Regions from separate parts of the Ovis aries genome. Here region 1 is linked to region 2. The links are chromatin contacts, called in public Hi-C maps. All regions are on one chromosome and are shown on one strand. Each heading gives the region's core, a stretch centred on a gene start, on an enhancer-like site or on the middle of the called end of the contact. The rest is flanking DNA. Distances are from core to core; before and after follow the strand shown. Region 1 holds the start of POLD3 (DNA polymerase delta 3, accessory subunit). Region 2 has its middle 41 kb from the start of TRNAE-UUC.

Region 1 (4,746 bases), core at 1,532-4,031, 270 kb after region 2:
GCCTCCCTTTGGAGTCTCCAGCAGCAGTGTTCTTTGCAAGTCTCAAGCCTGTTTAGGATATGGGCTTGGTCCTGACTTTTGTCCACAAAAGGTCACCCCTTGTCCCCTCTTTCTGATCACTGGGACTTTGAAGGCAGCTGAATCTCCCCAGTTAATTTATCAATAATGCTCCCGCTGATAATAGACTATGTAACCATTTCAGAGGTGGATGGAAAGGAAAGACAAAACCTTCCACAATGTTCTGAAAATCAACAAGAGGGATTATAGAGCAGAACAATGTTTAATTCAATTCCATTCATCCATCCATCTACTCATTCTGCCATTTAGTTATCAGTCAACAAATATTTGTTAAGGGCCTACGCCCTGCCAGCGATGGCCATGCTGGCTGCTGGGAATCCAGGGGGAAAAAGGCCTTTGGAAAAATTTCCATTCAATGGGAATTGAGGGTGTGTCACAAGCTCTCCTCCTGCAGATTCAGGCCTGCAGTTTCTGAGGCAAGCCTGCATGAGGATCTTCTACATAGAAAAGACTCCAGAAGGCCTATCTTACTTCCTTCCCAGACAAACACCCACCACCATCTCCCACCCCTGTTGCTCAGACAGACTTGTTGTGAAAGTCATGATCCTCACCCCACTCTCCTCTCTGTTTCACGGAGTTAATTAGCCAGAGTTGTCTCTACGCTCTATCTTCAGTTCTTTTTCTCATTCTTCCTCACTTCTTGAATCACTGAAATCTGGCGCTTGTGCCTCTTTCACTCCTCTGCTCAATGTCACCAGGGAGTGTGTTAGTCGCCCAGTTGTGTCCAATTCTTTGCGACCCCATGACTGTAGCCTTCCAAGCTCCTCTGTCCATGGGATTTCCCAGATAAGAATACTGGAGTGAGTTGCCATTTCCTTCTCCAGGGGATCTTCCTGGCACAGGGATTGAACCTGGGTCTCTCTCACTGCAGGCAGATTCTTTACCATCTGAGCCACCAGCAAAGCCAGTGTCACCAGTCTAAGTGTGTGTGTTAGTTGCTCAGTTGTGTCTGACTCTTTGTGACCCCATGGACTGCCCAACAGGCTCTTCTGACCACGGAATTCTCCAGGCAAGAATACTAGAGTGGGTAGCCAATTCCATTCTCCAGGGGATCTTCCTGACCCAGGTCTCCCACATTGAAGGTGGATTCTTTACCATCTGAGCCACCAGGGAAGCCCACCAATCCCAAGTACAGATACTAACTGTTGATTTCATCATGTGCAGGCATGGCACAAGGGTTATGTATATATTATCTGGTTTATATTCTGGCCAAATAAAATTCTTTAATTTTCTCATTTGCACTTTCTCTCAGTCTTCATATCTCACAGTCAAATATATCACTATTAACATATAGATTTAGGTTCCAAGTCTAGGCAATTTTTATTACCATCTTTCTCATTCTCCACTCATCTAATTCATTAGTGGGTTTTCCTGACTCAAAAGGAAACCAAGTTTACTGGGTTCTCAATTTCTAGTACACTAGAAATTAATTTTTAAGCTGCTATGATCCCTCACTCAAAAATCTCCAAGAAAATGTAAGCTACATTTGGACAGGCTCCCTATGTTATTGATCACAGCTGTATCTGCAGAACAATGCCAGGCCCCTACTAGGCTTTTGCTAACTATATCCTGAATGAATGCATGTTGCAACAAACATTTGAAGTGGGTGCTATTACTGCTGCTACTGCTGCAAAGTCGTTTCAGTCATGTCCGACTCTGTGCGATCCCATAGATGGAAGCCAACCAGGCTCCCCGGTCCCTGGGATTCTCCAGGCAAGATTACTGGAGTGGGTTGCCATTTCCTTCTCCAATGCATGAAAGTGAAAGTGAAAGTGAAGTCGCTCAGTCGTGTCCGACTCTTAGTGACCCCATGGACTGCAGCCTACCAGGCTCTGCCGCCCATGGGATTTTCCAGGCAAGAGTACTGGAGTGGGGTGCCATCGCCTTCTCTGGCTATTACTATATCCATCTTACAGATGTGGAAACAAGCTTGCAGTGGTTAAGCAATTTACCTAAGTTCACACAACAAATATCAAAACCCTAACTCTAGTGCCAGCTCCATTATTCACTGTGCTGCCGTTCTGAAATACACAGCTTATACGGAAGGATTTTTTTTTAGCTGATGTTAGGAGAAATTTTATTTGAAATTCCCCAATTCTTGAGAATAGAGTTCACGTGCCCTTTAACGCAAACCTTGTAGGCACAGCATAGTTTGGCTTCTTCCTTCGTCTCATCTCTCCTCGTGTCCTTTTCTCCCAACATTTCAGCTATAATGAAAACTATTCTCTTCCCAGCAAACATCCCCTCTCTCATTCATTCTGGAAAACTTTCCCTAATCTCTCAATTCTGAGAGATTGTAACAGGCAGTACTTTATCCCAGCTGGCAGGACTTTTAATATTTATTTCTGTCTTTATTGTTCACTGCTGTGTCCTAGTGCCTAGGAAGTGGCTGGAAACAGGCTAGGTACCTAATTAATATTCATTGACTCAATGTGTGACAGGGCAAGATTATTTCATCAGTTTACGGGTGGGAAGACCGCGACTCCTAGAGAGGTGAGGTGTCTTGCAGTGTGTCAGCCACGAACTGGCAGAGCCTGGATTGACACTAAGGTTCTACAGTCAGCCGTTCCAGACCACGCCTGAGCCCCTTGTTCCTCCCTTCCGTCAGCTCCTGTTAGCTCCACCTACTTCAGCCTGCGCCGCCTCCGAGACTAGTTTGACCCTCGAGCGGCCGCCGTAGCGCGTCGCCTTCGTTGCCGTGGGAAACGACCCGGGACCTGGGAGGGAGAAAAGACGTTTCCCGCCGGCGGGAGCTGCGGTTGTGGCGGCTAGGGGAGCTCAGCTGCGGCGGAGCAGAACGCCGCGGCACCATGGCGGACCAGTTTTATCTGGAAAATATAGACGAGTTCGTCACGGACCAGAACAAGATCGTGAGGAGCTAGGACTGGGGAATGCGGGCGTGCGACTGGGGGTTCGGGCCCAGCGAGGGCGGCAGGGGCCTTGATCCCTCTGCGTGTTCCCGCATGGGGCTGGTCCAGTGGAGACGGTCCCCACTCCTGATGCCCCAGGCAGGGCGGGGACTCGCCGGGGAGGACTTCTGCCCCGCCGGCAGATCCAGGTTCCTCGGGTGGGCGTGCTGGGCTCTGCGCAGACCGAGGGCCACGGAGGTCGGGCGGGGAGGGAGGAGCCTTAGTTGATGTTGTTTCTAAGGTGTCTCTACACGTTTCTGGCAAGGTGGTTGGCGTTTGAAGTCTCAAGTTTACAGTTGAGGAAATTGTGTTTTGACCGGGTTAAGTAACAGGTTGTTTAATCCGACCGTCAGTTGGTTTCGTTTTCCTCGAAGTTTGTTATTGATTCAGGCTTGACCTGCCTTACAGGGTTGAAGTAAAGATCAAGTGAGACGATGGATGTGAGAGGGTTTCTCAAATCGTGATGATTGAGTGCCTACTGTGAGCTTTGGATATACATTATTGCGTTTACTTTTCTACAGTGACCCATAGAGGTCGGTGGGAGTAGCCTTAGAAAAGGTAGTTGAAGCAGAGGGGCCAATAACTTGTGATTGAAGGAAGGTGAAGTCGCTCAGTCGTGTCCGACTCTGCGACCCCGTGGACTGTAGCCTACCAGGCTTCTCCGTCCATGGGATTCTCCAGGCAAGAATACTGGAGTGGGTTACCATTTCCTTCTCCAGGGGATCTTCCGGACCCAGGGATCGAACCTGGGCCTCCCGCATTGGAGGCAGACGCTTTAACCTCTGCGCCACCAGGGAAGATTAACTTGTGGTTAGTAAGGGATAATCCACGCAGGAGATGTAGGTTTGATCCTTGGGTTGGGAAGATCTCCTGGGAGAAGGGAATGGCAACCACTCCAGTATTTTTGCCTGGAGAATTCCATGGACAGAGGCGCCTACTGGGCTATAGTCCATGAGAGTCACAAAGAGTAGGACACGACTGGGAGACTAACACACACACACACACACACACACACACACACACACACGGGATAATCAATTTTCCAGTCTATGTCTGTTCTGCTGTTGCTTTCCTCTACATCACACTGTCTTTGCCCAATCTGTGCTAAGTCTTCTAATTACTGGAAACTCAGCATTTCGAATTGGAAGGCTTTGAGGGGAGGGTGACAGGTTACAAGGAAGTGGCAAATGACAGTTCAAGGAAGAATGGAAGGAAGAGCAAAGCTTGAGGCCAGTAATTCCCAATCTAACCTCTGATAGAGTATTCATCCACTTCACTCATTCCCTGACCCCTGCACCACCTGTGCCCTTTATTATTTATGTGGCTGCAACTTTCTTCAGAAGTTTCTGAGTTGTACACTCCAAAGTAACTTAAGTTTCTGAGTGAGTTTGAGAATAGTTTTTGGTGGTGGCCCCATAAAAGGACAGAAATGTGAAAAGAAGGACCAGGGTGAAACAGGGAGTGTAAGGAAATTGAGAGCTTTTTCTTTGTATATTCAACCTTTTTAGATTCTTGTATTAATCTGTGATGCAGACTTCTTTCTAAAATAAATGTCTGAGTCCTACCTGCCCAGATGGATGGTTCTTGGCAAAACTGGGGTGGCATTTAATGTAATTTATAAGGTGTAATCTCCTCAGAATCTTTAGGAGCCCTTTGGGCTGACCTACACTCTGCAGTCATCTAATAAAATTTTTTTTAAAAACTCCTTGCAGGTAACATACAAATGGCTGAGCTATACACTAGGGGTTCATGTTAATCA
Region 2 (5,008 bases), core at 743-3,242:
AGTCTGTGAGTCTCTGTTTTTTAAATAAATTCATTTGTATCATTTTTTTAGATTCCATATAGAAGTGTTATCATATGATATTTGTCTTTTTCTGTCTCAATATAATCTCTAGGTCCATTCATGTTGCTGGAGATGGCATTATTTCATTCTTTTTATGGCTAAGTAGTATTCCATTGTGTATACATACACACACACACATATCATATATACACACACACACCAAATCTTTATCCATTGATCTGTTGATGGACATTTAGGTTGCTTCCATTTCTCAGCTACAGTAAATAGTGCTGTGGTGAACACTGGGGTGCCTGTGTCTTTCAAATTAAGAGTTCTCATCTTCTCCAGATACATGCTCAGGAGTGGAATCGCTGGATCATATGACAACTCTGTTTTTAGTTTTTTAAGGAACTTCCAGACTGTCTTCCATAGCAGCTGCACCAATTTACGTTCCTACCAGCAGTGTAGGAGGGCTCCCTTTTCCAGCATTTCACACCCTTTCCAGCATTTATTATTTGTAGACTTTTTGATGATGGCCATTCTGACTGGTGTGAAGTGATGCTTCACTGTAGTTTTGATCTGTATTTCTTGACTAGTTAGTAATGGTGAACATTTTTTCATGTGCCTATTGGCCCATCTACATGTCTCTTTGGAGAACTATTTAGATTTTCTGCCCATTTTTGGATTGGGTTATTTTGATACTGAGCTATATGAGTTGTCTGTATATTTTGGAAATTAATTCCTTGTCGTTCACATCATTTGCAAATATTTTCTCCCATTCTGTAGGTTTTCCTTTCATTTTGTTTACACTGTACTTTGCTGTGCAAAAGCTTTTAAGTTTAATTAGGTCCCATTTGTTTATTTTTGCTTTTATTTCCATCACTTTAGGCAACAGATCCAAAACAAATCACTGTGATTATATGTCAAAGAGTGTTCTATGTTTTCCTTCAGAGATTTTTATAGTATCTAGTCTTTTTTCTTAATGATTTTGTTATTTTTGTGCTGAATCTTCATTGCTTCTAGTTGTGGAGAGCAGGGGCTACTCTCGAGTTGCAATGCATGGGCTTCTCATTACAGTAGCATCTCCTGTTGTGGAGCACAGGCTCAGTAGTTGTGGTACATGGGCTTAGTTGCTCCACAGTATATGGAATCTTCCCAGACCAGGGATTGAACTTGAATCTCCTGTGTTGGCAGGTGGATTCTTTACCACTGAGCCACCAGGGAAGTCCAGTATCTGGTCTTATATTTAGGTCTTTAATCCATTCTGAGTTTATTTTATTAGGTCTTTAATCCATTTTAAGATGTTAGAGAATGTTCTAATTTCAGTCTTTTCCATGTAGCTATCCAGTTTTTCCCCAATTTGAAGGCAAAGAAACTGAATTTCAGAGATGTAAAATGACTTGCCCACAGACATGGCTAGGAGGTGGCAGGATCTTTGAGCATTGCACTATCTCCTAGTAGAGAAGAGACCATTCATATGTTCAGATAATGTATTTTTTTTTTAAATTGAAGGGTAATTGCTTTATAGTATTGTGTTGGTTTCCACATAATATACTCTTTAAGGAGCACCTACTATGTGCTGGATATAGCATCCTTGTGAAGCCTACAGATCAGCACTCCAAACTCAGGAAGAGAATAAAGGAGACCCTTGGACCCTTTGAATGAAGTATTTCCACAAAGCCAGAAGGAACATATTTGCGTCAAACCAGAGGACAATCTGTCAGACACATACACTAAAGAATGTCCAAGGAGAACTTCCTGAAAGAAGAAGGTGGGCAAATAGGGCAGACACAGATCTAATGTTGGGGGCCAGAATCTTGTGATTGAGAAGACTCAAAGGGCTGAGGAGAGTTGGGCACGACTTCTTGTTATCCTCTTCTAAAGCTGCTATTACAAACATTTATTTGCTGACTAAGCAAACCTGAGCAGTTGCTCTGTGCCAAGCTTCCAGTTGACTCTGGAGACAGAGATAAATAATGAGGCCTTTCAAATGAGCTCATAGTCTAGAAAGACCATTATCGAAACAGTGACCACACTGTACAAAGGGAAGGGGACAACTAAACCTCTTTGGAAACAGGCAAGGGATAGTTTCACAAAGTAGGTAGCATGTGAGTTGAGCTTTGAAGCATCATTACAAGGTGGAGGTGGAGAAGGGAAGTACACTGTAGGGCTAGCAGGCAGCATGCACAAGCCCACCAAGGTCAGTCTGACATGGCTGGTAGATGAGTATGATCAGTGTGGCTGGAGTAAAAGCTGTGACAGGAGACGCTGGAGGAGGCAGGATATAAAGGCCTATAGTGGCAAGATGGCGAGTTGCCAGACACTAAGGAGAGTCACTCTGGTACCTGTGGAACTGGACTGCAGGCACTGGACTAGATAGCAGTACAGAGGCAGTGGTAGTCTAGGTAAAAGGCAAAAGTATTCTGAACTAGGTAAGTGCTGCAGGGATGAGGGGAGGAGAAAGGCTCGATATTTTAGAGGTGGAATGGATAAAACAAACAGATTTGGACAGTGAGGTGCCAAGGACCCTTAAGTTGGATTCAAGGGCCTGTGTCATCAAAACTGGAGCTGGGGAATTAAGAGGGTCATGACTTTTAACAAGAGGAAAGTAAGAAGAGAATCTACAGCAGGAGTTGAGAAAGCAAACAGCAGTCATACCCTTTACTGCAGGGACAGTGTTTTGTTTGTAATCTTCAAGCCAACTCTTCTGCCCCAGCTGGCTGCCCCATCAGTGGCCAGAGTCAACACATTCTCAGTCTGGGTCCAGGGCTCAGAAAGTTATGTAAACTCAAGAGGCTCCCATATTCCTAGAGCTGGCTTCCTCTCCCAGCAGTTTGCTAGAAACCCAGCCTGTAGCCAGGCGAAACCTCGGAACCTGAGACTAGCCAACTGGCTGGCCATATAGGTGGATGGAGGAAACAGTTAACTGGGTAGTTAACTGAGCAATACAAGGAGAGAGGTTTTTTTCCCCCCTGATAATCAATGTTTCAGTTTTTCACCACTGAGTATGTTAGATGTGGGTTTGTCATATATGGCCTTTACTATGTTGAGGTAGGTTCCTTCTTTGCCCACTTTCTGGAGAGTTTTTATCATAAACGGATGTTTAATTTTATCAAAAGCTTTTTCTGCGTCTATTGAGATGATCATATAATTTTTATTCAATTTGTTAATGTGGTATATCACACTGATGTGTGGATGTTGAAGAATCCTTGCATCCCTGAGATAAATCCGACTGGATCATACTGTATGATCCTTTTTACTGGAGTCAGTCTGCTAGCATTTCAGTGAGGACTTCTGCATCTACATCAGTGATACTGGCTTGTAATTTTCTCTCTGTTTTGTGATATCTTTGTCTGGTTTTGGTATCATAGTGATGGTGGCCTCATAGAATGAGCTTGGAAGTGTTCCTTCCTCTGCAGTTTTTTTTGGAATTGTTTCAGAAGGATAAGTGTTAACTCTTTAAATGTTTGGTAGAATTTGCCTGTGAAGGCATCTGGTGCTGGACTTGTTCGTTGCTGCGTGTGTACTGCATGTGTGCTAAGTCACTTCAGTCCTGTCTGACCCTAGGGACTGTAGCCCACCAGGCTCCTCTGTCCCCATGGGATTCTCCAGGCAACAATACTGGAGTGGGTTGCTGTGCTCTTCTTCAGGGGATCTTCCTGACCTGGGGATCAAACCCATGTCTCTTAATGTTTCCTGCACTGGCAGGCGGGCTCTTTCCCACTGGTGCCACCTGGGAGTTCTGTTGGGAGTTTTACACTGATTAGTTTCAGTTCGGTCGCTCAGTCGTGTCTGACTCTTTGCGACCCCATGAATTGACTCTTTGCGACCCCAGGAACTGCAACACGCCAGGCTTCCCTGTCCATCACCAACTCCCAGAGTTCACCCAAACTCATGTCTGAGTCGGTGATGCCATCCAGCCATCTCATCCTCTGTCGTCCCCTTTTCCTCCTGCCCCCAATCCCTCCCAGCATCAGAGTCTTTTCCAGTGAGTCAACTCTTCGCATCAGGTGGCCAAAGTATTGGAGTTTCAGCTTTAGCATCAGTCCTTCCAAAGAACACCCAGGACTGATTTCCTTTAGAACGAACTGGTTGGATCTCCTTGCAGTCCAAGGGACTCTCAAGAGTCTTCTCCAACACCACAGTTCAAAAGCATCAATTCTTCAGCGCTCAGCTTTCTTCATAGTCCAACTCTCACATCCATACATGACCAATTACGGAAAAACCGTAATTGACTAGACGGACCTTTGTTGGCAAAGTAACATCTCTGCTTTTGAATACGCTATCTAGATTGGTCATAACTTTCCTTCCAAGGAGTAAGCGTCTTTTAATTTCATGGCTGCAGTCACCATCTGCAGTGATTTTGGAGCCCCCAAAAATAAAGTCTGACACTGTTTCCACTGTTTCCCCATCTATTTCCCATGAAATGATGGGACCAGATGCCATGATCTTCATTTTCTGAATGTTGAGCTTTAAGCCAACTTTTTCACTCTCTTTTTCACTTTCATCAGAGGCTTTTGAGTTCCTCTTCACTTTCTGCCTTAAGGGTGGTGTCATCTGCATATCTGAGGTGATTGATATTTCTCCCGGCAATCTTGATTCCAGCTTGTGCTTCTTCCAGCCCAGCATTTCTCATGATGTTCTCTGCATATAAGTTAAATAAGCAAGGTGACAATATACAGCCTTGACATACTCCTTTTCCTATTTGGAACCAGTCTGTTCCATGTCCAGTTCTAACTGTTGCTTCCTGACCTGCTTACAGGTTTCTCAACAGGCAGGTCAGATGGTCTGGTATTCCCATCTCTTTCAGAATTTTCCACAGTTTGTTGTGATCCACACAGTCAAAGGCTTTGGCATAGTCAATAAAACAGAAATAGATGTTTTTCTGGACCTCTCTTCCTTTTTCCATGATCCAGTGGATGTTCGCAATTTGACCTCTGGTTCCTCTGCCTTTCCTAAAACCAACTTGAGCGTCTGGAAGTTCACGGTTCACGTATTGCTGAAGCCT

What was found. A called contact is a pair of places that touch in the nucleus more often than the background predicts.
Region 1: a Hi-C map of tail adipose tissue shows a contact between it and region 2, with 4 times the contacts expected there. The contact joins the promoter of POLD3 here to the enhancer-like site in region 2. A contact is called at or near these places in 3 of 16 Hi-C or Micro-C datasets (skin fibroblasts and tail adipose tissue).

What each region holds. Positions count from the first base shown.
Region 1 is chr15:52,614,796-52,619,541 of ARS-UI_Ramb_v3.0, forward strand. It overlaps POLD3 (DNA polymerase delta 3, accessory subunit), which reads left to right and starts at 2,782. Exons shown (of 13, transcript XR_001020892.5): 1 at 2,782-2,948; 2 at 4,700-4,746.
Region 2 is chr15:52,341,024-52,346,031 of ARS-UI_Ramb_v3.0, forward strand. It overlaps a transcript of P4HA3 not described here. Among named protein-coding and RNA genes, the nearest start is that of TRNAE-UUC, 41 kb to the left of the region's middle. Within about 2 kb of position 1,993, at least 5 of the 54 cell types and tissues checked have an H3K27ac peak or open chromatin away from gene starts, as enhancers often do. A contact at or near this core is called in tail adipose tissue, where this site is marked.